Regions from separate parts of the Sus scrofa genome. Here regions 2 and 3 are each linked to region 1. A link is a contact called in public Hi-C and HiChIP or PLAC-seq data. All regions are on one chromosome and are shown on one strand. The core of a region is the stretch at or near the end of the contact, and the rest is flanking DNA. Distances in the headings are between cores, read along the strand shown.

What was found. Hi-C and Micro-C count contacts between places; a contact is called where the count stands out from the background. HiChIP or PLAC-seq counts read pairs in DNA pulled down with a chosen protein or histone mark.
Region 2: a contact with region 1 is called in a Hi-C map of fetal liver, with 2.5 times the contacts expected there. The contact joins the promoter of NASP here to the promoter of TESK2 in region 1. A contact is called at or near these places in 1 of 5 promoter capture datasets (liver), 12 of 47 Hi-C or Micro-C datasets (alveolar macrophages, blood, embryonic fibroblasts and 6 more) and 2 of 2 datasets of contacts at active chromatin or transcription factors (alveolar macrophages and skeletal muscle).
Region 3: an H3K27ac HiChIP or PLAC-seq map of skeletal muscle shows a contact between it and region 1, with 12 times the contacts expected there. The contact joins the enhancer-like site here to the promoter of TESK2 in region 1. A contact is called at or near these places in 3 of 5 promoter capture datasets (fetal liver, fetal skeletal muscle and liver), 34 of 47 Hi-C or Micro-C datasets (adipose tissue, alveolar macrophages, blood and 17 more) and 2 of 2 datasets of contacts at active chromatin or transcription factors (alveolar macrophages and skeletal muscle).

Annotation. Positions count from the first base shown.
Region 1 is chr6:165,871,417-165,875,672 of Sscrofa11.1, forward strand. It overlaps TESK2 (dual specificity testis-specific protein kinase 2), which reads left to right and starts at 2,760. Exons shown (of 12, transcript XM_021096752.1): 1 at 2,760-3,108; 2 at 3,784-3,894.
Region 2 is chr6:165,803,332-165,807,680 of Sscrofa11.1, forward strand. NASP (nuclear autoantigenic sperm protein) reads right to left here and starts at 1,647. Exons shown (of 14, transcript XM_021096741.1): 1 at 1,438-1,647. The coding sequence starts at 1,496.
Region 3 is chr6:165,978,926-165,983,153 of Sscrofa11.1, forward strand. The region is part of intron 5 of TESK2 (dual specificity testis-specific protein kinase 2); the gene reads left to right. Among named protein-coding and RNA genes, the nearest start is that of MUTYH, 22 kb to the right of the region's middle. Within about 2 kb of position 2,471, at least 20 of the 83 cell types and tissues checked have an H3K27ac peak or open chromatin away from gene starts, as enhancers often do. A contact at or near this core is called in adipose tissue, alveolar macrophages, liver and 3 more, where this site is marked.

The sequences.
Region 1 (4,256 bases), core at 1,510-4,009:
CAGTCGGATTCGTTAACCACTGCGCCACAATGGGAACTCCAGGATTTTTTGACTATAACCACCAGTGAGAAATACAGTTTACACTGTAGCCTAGTAAATATACATATATATGTTTATTCATTATTTATTTATTTTCTTGTCTTTTTAGGGCCACACCCACGGAATATGGAAGTTCCCAGGCTAGGGGTCGAGTCGGAGCCACAGCTGCCAGCCTGTGCCACCGCCACGCCAGATCCAAGCCACATCAGCAACCTGCATCACAGTTCATGGCAACTCAGGATCCTTTAACCCACTAAGTGAGGCCAGGGATGGAACCTGCATGCTTATGGACACCAGTTGGATTCTTAACCCCCTGAGCCACAACGGGAACTCCATGTATATATTTAACTGAAATTTTATGATTGAATACTTATTATTACTAGGAGTTACACACTCTGTTATTTCCTATATTATATTTTAAAAAAATGCTTTGTGGTTACTGGTTCTGATCCTTCTACTGCCTAGTTCTCTGGAAAGTATATCTTCCCAGGTAGTCTAAGGGAAGCTTTACTTTTTCCTTACCTGGGCTTGTATTCTGGACAGTGCAAGTCCAGGATTTCCCTAGAAGCAGCAGCATCTCACTGAGGTGTCATGAGGTTTCTTCCACTGCTAAATATAGCCAAAAATAATGCCATTTACCCACAAAGTGGCTTTTTATTGAGCATAATGCTTACCAGTCCTGGTATGTGTTTGTCCTGAGCTAAGATGTGCAGTGGACTTCTGTAAAGGTCCCAGCTCTTAGCTCAGTTTGGCTGGGAAGGGGAGACAGTTATCAGAAATAAAAGCATAATAAAAGGCTAGGGTGAGTAGAGCAGGAACTACTTGTTATGGGGTACAATCAAGGCCCTGGCAGGTCATGAAGAGTGGGTCCTTGACATCTGAATATCTGTAAAGCAATCCTCAAGGATTATTTCTGCATTAGGGAGATTGCTTTTTTTTTTTTTTTTTTTTTTTTGTCATTTCTTGGGCTGCTCCCGCAGCATATGGAAGTTCCCAGGCTAGGGGTCTAAATGGAGCTGTAGCTGCCAGCCTACGCCAGAGCCACAGCAACACAGGATCCGAGCCACATCTGCAACCTACACCACAGCTCACGGCAACGCCGGATCGTTAACCCACTGAGCAAGGGCAGGGATCGAACCCACAACCTCATGGTTCCTAGTCGGATTCGTTAACCACTGCGCCACGACGGGAACTCCAATTAGGGAGATTGCTGAGAGTGGAATGGTAGAGGTCAGACCTGGATCAAACAGTACCTGTTAAAAAAAAACAAAACTGAAAACTTCCCATCAAGGTTCATCTTCCTGCTAAAGCAGGTGCAAGGAACCCCCTGTCTTTAATGTCTTTCACTGGCAGGTGATACATATGCATAATGGCATTATTTAATCTACAGGCTACCAGTGTCCTACTTATCAGCTACTTTGCATCAAGCTTGGTGGAAGACAGATTTGCAAGGGTACCAGGACTCAACAGAAACAACAGAAACATTAAATAGCAATGTGGAACAATGGAATTTAAACTGTCACCAGGTGGCAGCACATGATTTCTTGCTGCAAGAATGATATCAAAGGCTTTGGGCCAGGGGGACTGGGCTCTGGTGATCTCTTTTCTCCTTTCAGAGAGCCAGTGAACTATCAATCTTCCTAAAACTGTCCTGTTAAGGCTACTCTACTGTTAACCTTGGATAATTCTCACAGCCTAAAAAAGAAAGGGCAAGTTTGGCTTATGGCTACACCCATATTTAACCTCTTCTCTTTCCATTTTTATTTTCTACCACTTCTCTCTGTTAAACTTTAGTGCCACTAGGAATGCACATCACCCATCCTCTAACTAATTCAAATCCCACTCATCTATCAAGACCCTTCCAATAGGAGGCAAGCCTAGAGATGTCAGAGAAGAGGTCTCTAATCCCAGGGAGTGCTGGTGCAGGAGGGCCCGTACTCCACTGTTTCTTTAGCTGCTCTTGTCCTGTTCCAATATGCTCAGGCATGAGATAATGAGTGCCTGAGGTCCAGGCATATGGAGAACATGAGGAAATACGCGCCTGTTGAGCAGTTGAATAGAATTCTTATTCTCTACTCCTCTTTTCAAGGCAGCGCAAGTATTACCTCCTCGAAGCTTTCACCAAGTCGAATCTTAGTCTAGATGAATTGCTTGCTCCCTTAGCATTTCTACCCATTGCTCTTACTATCTCGAGTCACTAGTAGTTGTTTATGTATGTCCCCCCCCGCCCCCACTATACTGAGCTCCTGTCCAACTCACCATTCATACGGCTTTTGCCTACTCAGCTATAAGTTCACCAACCCAAAAGCTGCTCCAGTCGAATCCATTTTCTGTTGGGTTTATCAATTACCAAGCGGTTGTATATGTTTGGCACTTTGATTGGTCCATTTTGTGTTTACTGTCCCGCCCCCTGAGAGGCTCGGGTGCTTGGGTTTCCCCCAGGTGTATTCCCTCCTCTTTGGTTCCGCCTTTCCCACACACTGCCTCTTCTGTTTTTACCTCCGCTTCCTTCCTATTGGTTCCCTTCCTCCGCCAGCGTTGGCGCTTGCGGCTGATGATTGGCTCTTCTGAAAGCCCATTGTGCCCACCCTCATACCACGTGGCATTCTTAACGCTAATTGGGCAATTCCTCTAGCTCGTTTTTTCAAGGATGGACCATTGATTGGCTGCTTTGTGGGAGGGCTTGAGTAGAGGGGTGTGGCAGTTGAAGCCCCGCCCCTAGCTCCCCTGCCCTGCGGGGCAGGCGTTTCGGTCGCCTGCTTGCGGCCGGGGAGCCCAGCGGCGCTTCCAGCCGCTCTCTTTGACTCGCCGGCCGGATCACCCTTCTGGCCCCGCCGAGCAGGCGCGGGGGAGCGGCCCCGACTGCGGGGTCATGGCAGTAGCCTCCTCGTTCTTCGCCGCCGCTGGCCCCGCCGAGTCGCCGGCTTCTGCGCGAGGGACGCCCACCGCCTCCGCAGGCTAAGAGCCGCTGCCGCCTCCGAGCTGTGAGGGCTACTATGCTCCCCCTTTGCCTCCGCCTCCCCCTCCCACCCGCGCAGGCCCCTCTCTGGCTGCTAAGTCCCGCCTCAGGTAACGCCAGGAGAGCGCGTGGGGCACGAGCCCGGGGCACCCCGGCCCGCGCGGGCGGCTGCTACCCGTCTACGTCCCGGAGCACTGGCGCTCACATCTTCCGCACTGGCAGGACTCCTCCTCTTGCCGGAGGTCCTCCTCTCCGTGCTGGGGACCCTCTTCGACCCCTTTCCCTTCTCTTCACTTCCTCCCGGGCCCCAGGACAGCCCCTCCCCTCCCCCCGGAGGCCCGGAGCCCGTGAGACGTTCCTTCGTAGGAGGGACCCGGTCCCGGACTCCTCTCGGGCACTTTCTGTCCTGCGGAGACTCGGGAGTCTTTCCCTCCTGTTTCCGAGACCTCTGGCTCCACCCGGAGAGCTTCTCTCGGCCGTCTCGGAGCTCCGGACTCCCTCACTCTTCTCAAACACACTCTTCCCTCGAAAACATCCACTTCTCCTCTCGAGAGATACTCCCCCGGGCAGACACTCCTGGCTCTTTCGTTCCACTTCCCCCCGGTTACCCCTCTTTTCCGCGTCTCTCCTCTTCCCTCCTCTGCCCGTCCCCCTCGCTTTAAACACTCTGGACGAAGCCAGTATTCAGAGGTAGCTGGCATGAAGCCGGGTTTGCCGAATGTAGAAACCGTTCAGCTTTTCCCTCTGAAAAAGCCTTGCCACATGAGTTGGACTTCATTCTGTAGGTATGGGGAACCATCGACGCTTCTGTAAGCAGCGGTTGGGTTTGGTGGATTATCTCCGGCGAAAACGGAGGAGGAATTCAGAAGTGAGGACTATGGAGGCAGAAAGCCTAGGTAGGCAGGAGAGGAGTGTGCTAATCCAGGTCAGAGGGGAAGAGGGACGCGAAAATGAAGAGAAAGGCGTGCAATTCCATGAGGTTTCCAAACGGAATTAGTGGGAGATGGCTACCTTGACTCGTGGGAGGGACTGGTGGTGTTAATTGAAGTAGGGACGTAAGGAAGCAATTGTAAGGGAAAGCAATGAATTTGGTTTTGGACACGTTTCGTTTGAGGGATTTTTCAGATTTCATTGTGGGTCGCTAGAAATTTGGGTCTGAGAATTGGGAGAAGGGTTGGAACTGAATGCATAAATTTGAGGGTTACCGAGAATATATAGGGGATATTTGAAGCCTTAGAATGGGATGGTAATACTGAAA
Region 2 (4,349 bases), core at 397-2,896, 69 kb before region 1:
TTTGTTGAAATGGCATGAGGGGACAGAAACCCAATTGAAGCTTTTTCCTGATGACAAAACTGTAGCCCAATACTCAATACTTTGGCCATGAAAGTAATATCAAAACCAATTTTGAATTGAGGTTTATTTCTCATTCTATTTCACCTCTCTACTGCTTTAGAAGTTATACATACATGTTTTTATTCTTTTAATGCTAATATTGGAATTATAACGTGCATCAAGAGAGTCTAAACCCAATTTTCTTTACCCTCCCCCTCAAACATCTTAAAAGCTTTACCTCTTTATTGCCTCAGGAACTTACTTAACTGAGGAATGCTGCCTTTATTGTTCTCTTCAACTAGGTTTTCATGCAATTTCCTCTCAAGTAAGCTTTGGGGAGGGGGGATAAATAATGAGGGAATAAACAAAATACTGGGGTTTACTCCAGACTCTGCCACATAATAATGTGGATTCTTTTTCTTCGAATGAAACAGCCAGTTTTCTTTCACTGTTCGAAAAATACCTGTGTCTGAGTGTCACTGCGCTGCTTTCGCAGCACTCACGTCTTCTATCACCCCTCCAGTCCTTCCATTATACTTCGCCCATTCTCCTAGCAACCCGACACCGCTGCAAGCGAGGAGACCTCCACGCAGAGCTACGAGGTGCTTCGCTCCCCGATAAGGTCCCCCAGCAGCAGCCAAGCCCCTCGCCAGAACTCCCAACTCCCAAAGAGCCACAGAAAAGAAACAGTAACCAAGAACACGGCCACCTAAGGAGAAGAGGACAGAGCGACCCGGGAGACCGCGGGAACAGGCGTCCACGCGCCCCGCCGCGGAAGTCCGAGGGGCAGGGCGAGCCGCACGGCCCCAAACAATGGAGTTTTCCCGCCTCCTCCGGGGCCCGCCCCCCGCTCCGGGGCGGGCGGAGGGCGGCGAGCTCGCGAGCGCACGACCCCGCCCCCGGGAGGCCCCGCCCCCTCCGACCCACCGGCCCGGCCTCCCTCCTCGTGCAGGGTTTTTTTTTTTTCCCTTTTTTTTTTTGGCGCCAAATCTCCGTGGGTTGTTTTCCTGAGTTGTTTGAGGATCCTATCGGAGGCCCCGGAGTGGGGGGACACCAGGGCGTGAGGGCCCACTGCCACGCCGGGGCCCCGCCGAGAGCCCCGGGCCGGGGAAGGAAGGAGAGGGGCAGGCGATGGAAACTGCCGCCGCTGCCCCCGGCAAGATGGCGGCCGCAAAATGCGGGGCAGGGGGCGCCAGGCGACCGGTGTTCCTGCTGCGGAGCACGGTCCTCTGCAAGAGGTGGGCTGCTCCCGTGTCAGGGCCTCCCGGTGATAGCGACCGTGCCTCACGGGGAGGCACGTCCTCCCACCCTCCGGTCTGTCCCTCCCGCGGAGCCTCCGTCCACCACCCCCTCTCCGCGGACTGGCCAGTGCCTCAAGCTCTCTACCGTCCAGCTTACTTGTCGGCGGAAACCAGCTCCGTGGTGATGGCGGCAGTAGCGGTGGACTCTGCGGCCATCGTTACCCTGAGACGGTGGACCAGCGGACGGAACAGAGCCTGTGAGAAAAACAGGGAATTAGGAAAGCCTAGGACTTAACCGGGGACAGAAAATGGCAGATTGGAGACCCCGCGCGGCTGGGTCCTCTTATATACCGGGGCCTTCGCTCCGCCCATCCACTTCCGGACCCTCCCCCTCGAGTTTAAAGGGCCAGGACTCAGCCCCAATCCAGCCCAAGGACATACCCCGCCCTCACTGGTTCTGCAGTGTACCTTTCGTCCCTGTCCCGCCTTCCTCGAAAAAAGCTACTTCCTGCTTCTCTAGCAAGTCGCGTATAAAAAAGAACGAGAATCTTGGTACTATAGCTCCTGACTGGACCTCGGCCAGAGGCTTCCAGAGGAGGGGAAGCTGGTGCTGCTCTGCATATTTAGAGCGAGTCGTCGAGAGTCTCTTTCTAGCCTGGATTTTCAGGGAGGTAACTGAGACTTTCGGCCCGCCCTCTCAGTCGTAACGGATGGACACGCAGGAGCAGAGCACGGATACAGCAGCAACGGCTAGAACTGATCGGGTGAAGAGACGCGTGGTTCAGAGCCTCAGCAACAGCTGACGCGAGAAGAAGCTGTCCTAGGATTGGCCACTGCTGAAACTACCGCGCTGGATTCAAAGCTCAGGGCTGAGGCAGGACGCGGCGGGCTCCTCCCTCTGAACCCGCCCCCTTGGGCTGGCCCAATCCGCTGATGCCATCCTCTTAGGCCCTACCCAGACTCCAAATCTAACTAGCTCTTTTTGTATGTTCCTAGCTGCAGTTTATCTTTTTTTTTTTTTTTTTTTTTGTCCCTTATGTGCGAGGGTGCTGTACTTGGACACTTTAAAGCTATCAGCTGTCTTCCTTAATCTTAACAGCAACGCTGCTAGTGACAACGGTGTTATCAGACCCCTTTGGTAATAATAGAAACCAAGGTTCGGAGAAGGTGTGACTTGCTCAGAAAGTTGCAAGACAAGTCGTTTATGGAAAGTAATGTGATTCGTTTCCTGCAACTGGCTGAATGGAAGATACCTGGCAGGCTGAATTGATTGTACTTCCTCACACCTGGAGCGTCATGCATTGCCTTCCACCATGGCCTTGCCTACAGCGATTAGAACAGGAATTTCATTTCCATCCAGGTTCAGACATACTGGGAAAGATGGCTAGGGAGGATTTGAATCCCAGTCTGCCAAGACTCAGGCAGTTTGAAATCTTTGGGGATATGGAGCTAGACCTGCAAATGGCAAATTCCTGTAGCAAGTAAACGTGGGCTCTGTTTTTAGCTGGGTTACCTGAGCCCAGTCATGTAACCTTAGAAGACTGCATAAAATGAGGACAATATTAGTATCCACTCTTTAAGAATACTGTGAGACTTAGAGATAATGCTTGCTTCAACAATCAGCACTATGCCTGTGTCATGCTAACCATTTACTAAATGGCTACCATAGTCTGGTGACACAGTACTGGAACACTGGGCTCTAGAGAAGGACACTCTCTCCAGAGTCCTTGCAGCCAGGGGTAAGGCCTGAGAAATCCAGTCCAAAACTTTGTGTGACCCACTCATTCATTAAAGTCACTGAACAATTGTGATTCACAAGGCTTTGGGGGTTTTTTTGGTTTTTTTGTTTGTTTTTTGTCCTCTTGCCTTTTCTGGGGCTGCTCCCGCAGCATATGGAGGTTCCCAGGCTAAGGGTTGAATCAGAGCTGTAGCTGCCAGCCTATACCATAGCCACAGCAACATGGGATCCGAGCCACGTCTGCGACCTACACCACAGCTCACGGGGCAACGCCAGATCCTTAACTCACCGAGCAAGGCCAGGGATTGAACCCACAATCTCATGGTTCCTAGTTGGATTCTTTAACCACTGAGCCATGGCTTTGTTCTAAGGACAAAAAACATGGTGTCTGCCATTGAGGAACTCAGTTTTATTTTAAAATATATATTTTAAAAAGGATTTTAGGAGTTTTAACTGTGGTCAGTGGTTTAAGATCCCAACTAGTATCCATCAAGATGCGGGCTTGATCCCTGACCTCCATCAGTTGGGTTAAGGATCTGGCATTGCTGCAAGCTGCTCCATAGGTCACAGATGTGACTCAGATCTGGCATGGCTGTGGCTGCGGTGTAGGCTGGCAGCTGCAGCTCTGATTGAGCCCCTAGCCCAGGTGCTTCCATATGCTGCAGGTGCGGCCCTAAAAAGACAAAAAGACAAACAAAAAAATGGATTTTAAATCTATCTACGTTCAGTTTTTACTACCGTCACTCAGATCCAAGCCTAGCCCTATCATCTCTTGCCATTATACTTATCAAAATCTAAAGTTGGAGTTCCCGTCGTGGCTCAGTGGTTAACGAATCCGACTAGGAACCATGAGGTTGCGGGTTCGGTCCCTGCCCTTGCTCGGTGGGTTAACGATCCGGCGTTGCCGTGAGCTGTGGTGTAGGTTGCAGATGCGGCTCGGATCCCACGTTGCTGTGGCTCTGGCGTAGGCCGGTGGCTACAGCTCCGATTCAACCCCTAGCCTGGGAACCTCCATATGCCGCGGGAGCGGCCCACGAAATAGCAACAACAACAACAAAAGACCAAAAAAAAAAAAAAAAAAAAAAACTAAAGTTATTTACTTGTGGAGTTCCTGTTGTGGCTCAGTGGAAACGAACCTGACTAGTATCCATGAAGATGCAGGTTCGGATCCCTGGCCCTCGCTCATTGCCGCAAACTGTGGTAGGTCACAGATGGGGTTTGGATACCCTGTTGCTGTGACTGTGGCATAGGCCAGCAGCTGCAGCTCTGATTCAGCCCCTAGCCTGGGAACTTCCATATGCCACAGGTGTGGTCCTAAAAAAATAATAATG
Region 3 (4,228 bases), core at 1,221-3,720, 110 kb after region 1:
GAGATCGGCGGTGTGTGCAAATGTGCGCCTACACGGGAGTCGGACCCTCAGAAGCAGGAGTGAAAGGCTTTGTGTCCCATGCAGAGGACTGTGGGTTTTATCCTAAGCGCGTCGGTGACTAATTTTAACAGGGACATGGCTTCAGGTTGGCATTTTAGAAGGATTATCTTGGCTCTATTAAGGAAAGTGGATTCGAATGGGGGCTAAGTCTATTCAAGATGTAAGAAGGGGCAAAGAAGACGAGTTAGAAAGCCGATGGAGGGAGTTTCGTTATGGCTCAGTGGAACACGAATCTGACTCGCATCCATGAGGATGGGGGTTCGATCCATAGCTTCACTTCGTGGGTCAGGGATCCCGCGGTGCTGTGAGCTGCCGTGTAGGTCTCAGACGCAGCTTGGATCCCGAGTTACTGGAGCTGTGGTGTAGGCCAGCAGCTGTAGTTCCAATTCGACTCCTAGCCTGGGAACCTCCGTATGCTGCGGGTGCAGCCCTAAAAAGCAGAAAGAAAGGAAGGAAGAAAAGGGAGGGAGGGAGGAGAGAGGAAGGAAGGAAGGAAGCAAGGAAGGAAGGAAGGAAGGAAGGAAGGAAGGAAGGAAAGAGCAAGCAAGCAAGCAAGCCAATGGGATGACCCGGGGAGGGATGATAATAATAAGATGCTGAGAGTGGGCAGAGTGAGTTGTGAACTGTGAGCTAAACACTGTGCTCACATACTTTGTACACCTTCCATCTTTTAATTATTCCATGCCTTTGATTAAACACCAAATCATGTTGGTTCTACCTCTGCGATGTCGCCAGATACCAACCTCCTCTCCATTCTTGCTGCCTTCGTTACTTCTCACCTGATAATTCTAGAACCCTCCTAACTGTTCTCCCAGCCTCAATTCTTAGCCTTTCCATGTGGTTTGTACATAACCGTTAGAATGATATTTCTGTGTAGCATATCTGATCATGTTATTGTCCTGAGTGGAAAAAATTGATTATGTGACACCTCGACTAGACTGTGAACTAAGGGCAGGGACTTGCCCCACGTAGCTTTGTGTTTTCACATGGGAGGTTTTCAGTGTTTGGGTAGGTAAATGGATAGGTAGATGAATCTTCTTCAGGACAACCCTGCTAATTAGGTGGCAGCAAATGATCTCGTTAGTTGTGTGGCAGCACATTTATCTGCCTTAGATAAGTGCGCCAGCCCTAGGCTAATTAGACTGTTTTTCAAAAAGGAATAATAATTCTTACAGTTGGTATTTCTTTCTTAATCTCTCTGCATATGCCTTTGACCCACTGTTCATAGATAAGTTTGTTTGGTTACAGGTGTCAGTCCATTGATAATTCAAAGTTGTTTTGTTTTTTTTTTAAAGTAACCATTTTGTCTTGTTCTTCTGACTAGTTTTGATTGGGTCAAGTTATGATTAGAAAGAAAAGAATAGAATCAGTGAGACTTGAGAGCAGGAGCCCTGGGTGTAGTGACTGTTACCTCAGTACTGCCTTGTGCTGCTCCAGAATATCCTCTCTTTCTTTTTTCTTTTTTTTTTTTTTTTTTTTTTTTTTTGCTTTTTAGGGCCGCACTTGTGGCATCTGGAGGTTCCCAGGCTAGGGGTCTAATCGGAGCTGTCGCTGCCGGCCTACACCACAGCCACAGCAATGCCAGATCCGAGCCATGTCTGAGACCTACACCACAGCTCACAGTAATGCTGGATCTTTAACCCACTGAGCGAGGCCAGGGATCGAACCCGCCTCCTCATGGATACTAGTTGGGTTCGTTAACCACTGAGCCACGATGGGAACTCTGTAATTTCTTGCATAATATTTGGTCCCCAAGACGCATTTGTTTATTGAGCCTTCTAGGAAAAGGGTCTTTATTGAAATGAAGTATCAAACACAAATGAAATGGCAGAAACTCTGACATTTTATTAGAGCACGAGGAGGAAAGACAGGTTTTGGCACAGGTAAAGCTGAGGACCAGTCAGTCACTGAGAGGGATTAAAGTACCTATAACACATTCGATTGGCTCATATTGTATTGTAGTTTTCTGAACTTGAAAGGTGACTATGTTTTTTGGTGGAATTTTTTTTTTTTTTTTTTTTGGCCACACCCAAGGCATGTGGAAGTTCCCGGGCCAGGGATTGAACCTGCATTGCAGCTGCAGCCTGTGCCACAGCTGCAGGGGCAACACTGGATCCTTGTGCCAAAAGGGAACTTCCAGAACTTGAAAGTTTAAAAGAGCAGGAGTAAAAATTATAAAAACCTAGTAGGTATTTAAATGTGTTGCCAATGCCTTAGGTTGTTTTTGGGCTCCCAGGGGAGCGGTGTGGAAGAAAATGAAAGCAAAGCAGCTGTTATCCGCAACCCAGAAAGCTGAAAGTGTTCGAACAGTTGCTCTTGCCTCTGCCTCCCACAGAGGGATTTGTTCAGAGGACACACCAGCTGAGTCTGCATGGGGATTTGCTTATGGGGAAGTGGACATTTCGACTAATGGGCACACAGCGTGTGTAGCAACTTAGAAATCTTCCTTGTTGGCAGATCTCAAACTTCCTTTCCTCATACATGCAAAAAGGTCTTGAGACACTGAGAAGTTGTGGTTTCTGAAGGCCCAGAGGGTTATCAGCCCCACCGAAGAATTGTTCACAGAAGGCAGGCCGGAGAAATGGGTTGTCACGACAAACTCCACTTGGTTTCCCTCTGCGGTCCTGGTTTGTACATTTTTCATCTTGGGTGGAAAAGTCAGGCTCACCAGCCTGTGTGGTTCCTCCCCATGTCTCACCTTGGTCCTCTGCCCTCCACCCTGTGGCTTGGTCTGCGGATGTCTCAGGCCTTCAGAGCCATGGCTGGACGGGGTAAACGTGTGTCTCTGAACCAGAATCGGGAGTCCTGGCTTAGCCCGCAGAGAGTGCACAGACAGGCCTTTCAGCAGGCTCTTCTGCCTGGCCCTCATTTGGGAAACCTGCATGGTTCCTGAAGTCAGGCCTTCTGTGTCACACGGTCACCATGCCGGAGAAGTGAACCGCTGCCTCTTCATGTCTTCTTCACTCTCAGAGCTAAAGAAATTTGTCCGTGTGATCACCTGTCAGCTTCATGGCCCCCATGTAGCTTGGAATTTACAAGCTCAGCTGCTCTTTAGCAAACGAGCACCTTAGATGCGAACCATGAACAGACCCAACTCGAGTAAGGAGAGGAAGGCACAGTGCAAATGCCGTCATTACGCCTCGTTTGGAGATTTCCAAAGATGGATTCTTGAGCAAGATGAAGCAGATCAACAGGTTTCCCTTTTGAGAAGTTTGGTGTATTTTTAGCCTTTCTCTCTGCCCTGCCAGACCTGATTGGCTTCATCCAAGCATCTGAAGTGCTGCGTTGTGCTGCCCCCAATTGGTGCTTTTTGGTATTTATGTTGCCACATCAGAACATCTCAGATTATGTGGAATTTACATTTTTTCTTAGCACTTTCATATATTTCTGTTCATTCAGTTCCCATGAGAACACTGTGAGTCATATGGATGGAGGATTGTCATACCTACTCTGCAGGTGGGAAAACTGAAGGGCGGCCTTATTAATTGATTCGTGCAAAGTTTTAAAAGGCTGCTAAGAGGCAAAATTGAACTAAAATTCAGATTTCTTGTCTTCTATCCAATTAGGTTCCCTAGTCTTTTGTAAAATTATTATCATACCTTTAAAAAAAGGTATGAAGTGCTTAATTTTAGGCTTAGAGGAATTTCCCCCTTTTTCTTCCTTGGAAGGAGGAGGGATATAAGACGTCATGTAAGGTTTGAATAAATTCATGATTTACTTGGCAAAAAAGTTGAACTCCTGTTCTGCATGAGGTTCTCTGACTCCAGATGCCACAACCTCTAACTCTCCAGGACAATGCAGGAGTAGAGCGTCAGCCCTGGAGCCAGACTGGGTTTGAGCCCTGGCTCTGCTGCTTAATAACTGGGTAACTTTGAGCAAGTTGTTTAAGCTCGAAGTGCCTTTTGTAAAATGAGACTAATTGCACACTTACCTTAGGGTTATGTGAAGATTAAATGATGCAGTTATTGGGACATTCTCACGAGTAGTGCCTGGCACAAAGTAAGCACCAAATAAATACTAGCTATTGCCGCCGCCGCTGTTATTATTATTTATTACTACTACTATTATTATTATTTTTAATCCTCACATATGCTTGAGCCTGCTGGAAGTCAAATTACTTTTTTATCTTTTTAGGGCCGCACCCGAGGCCTATGGAGGTTCCCAGGCT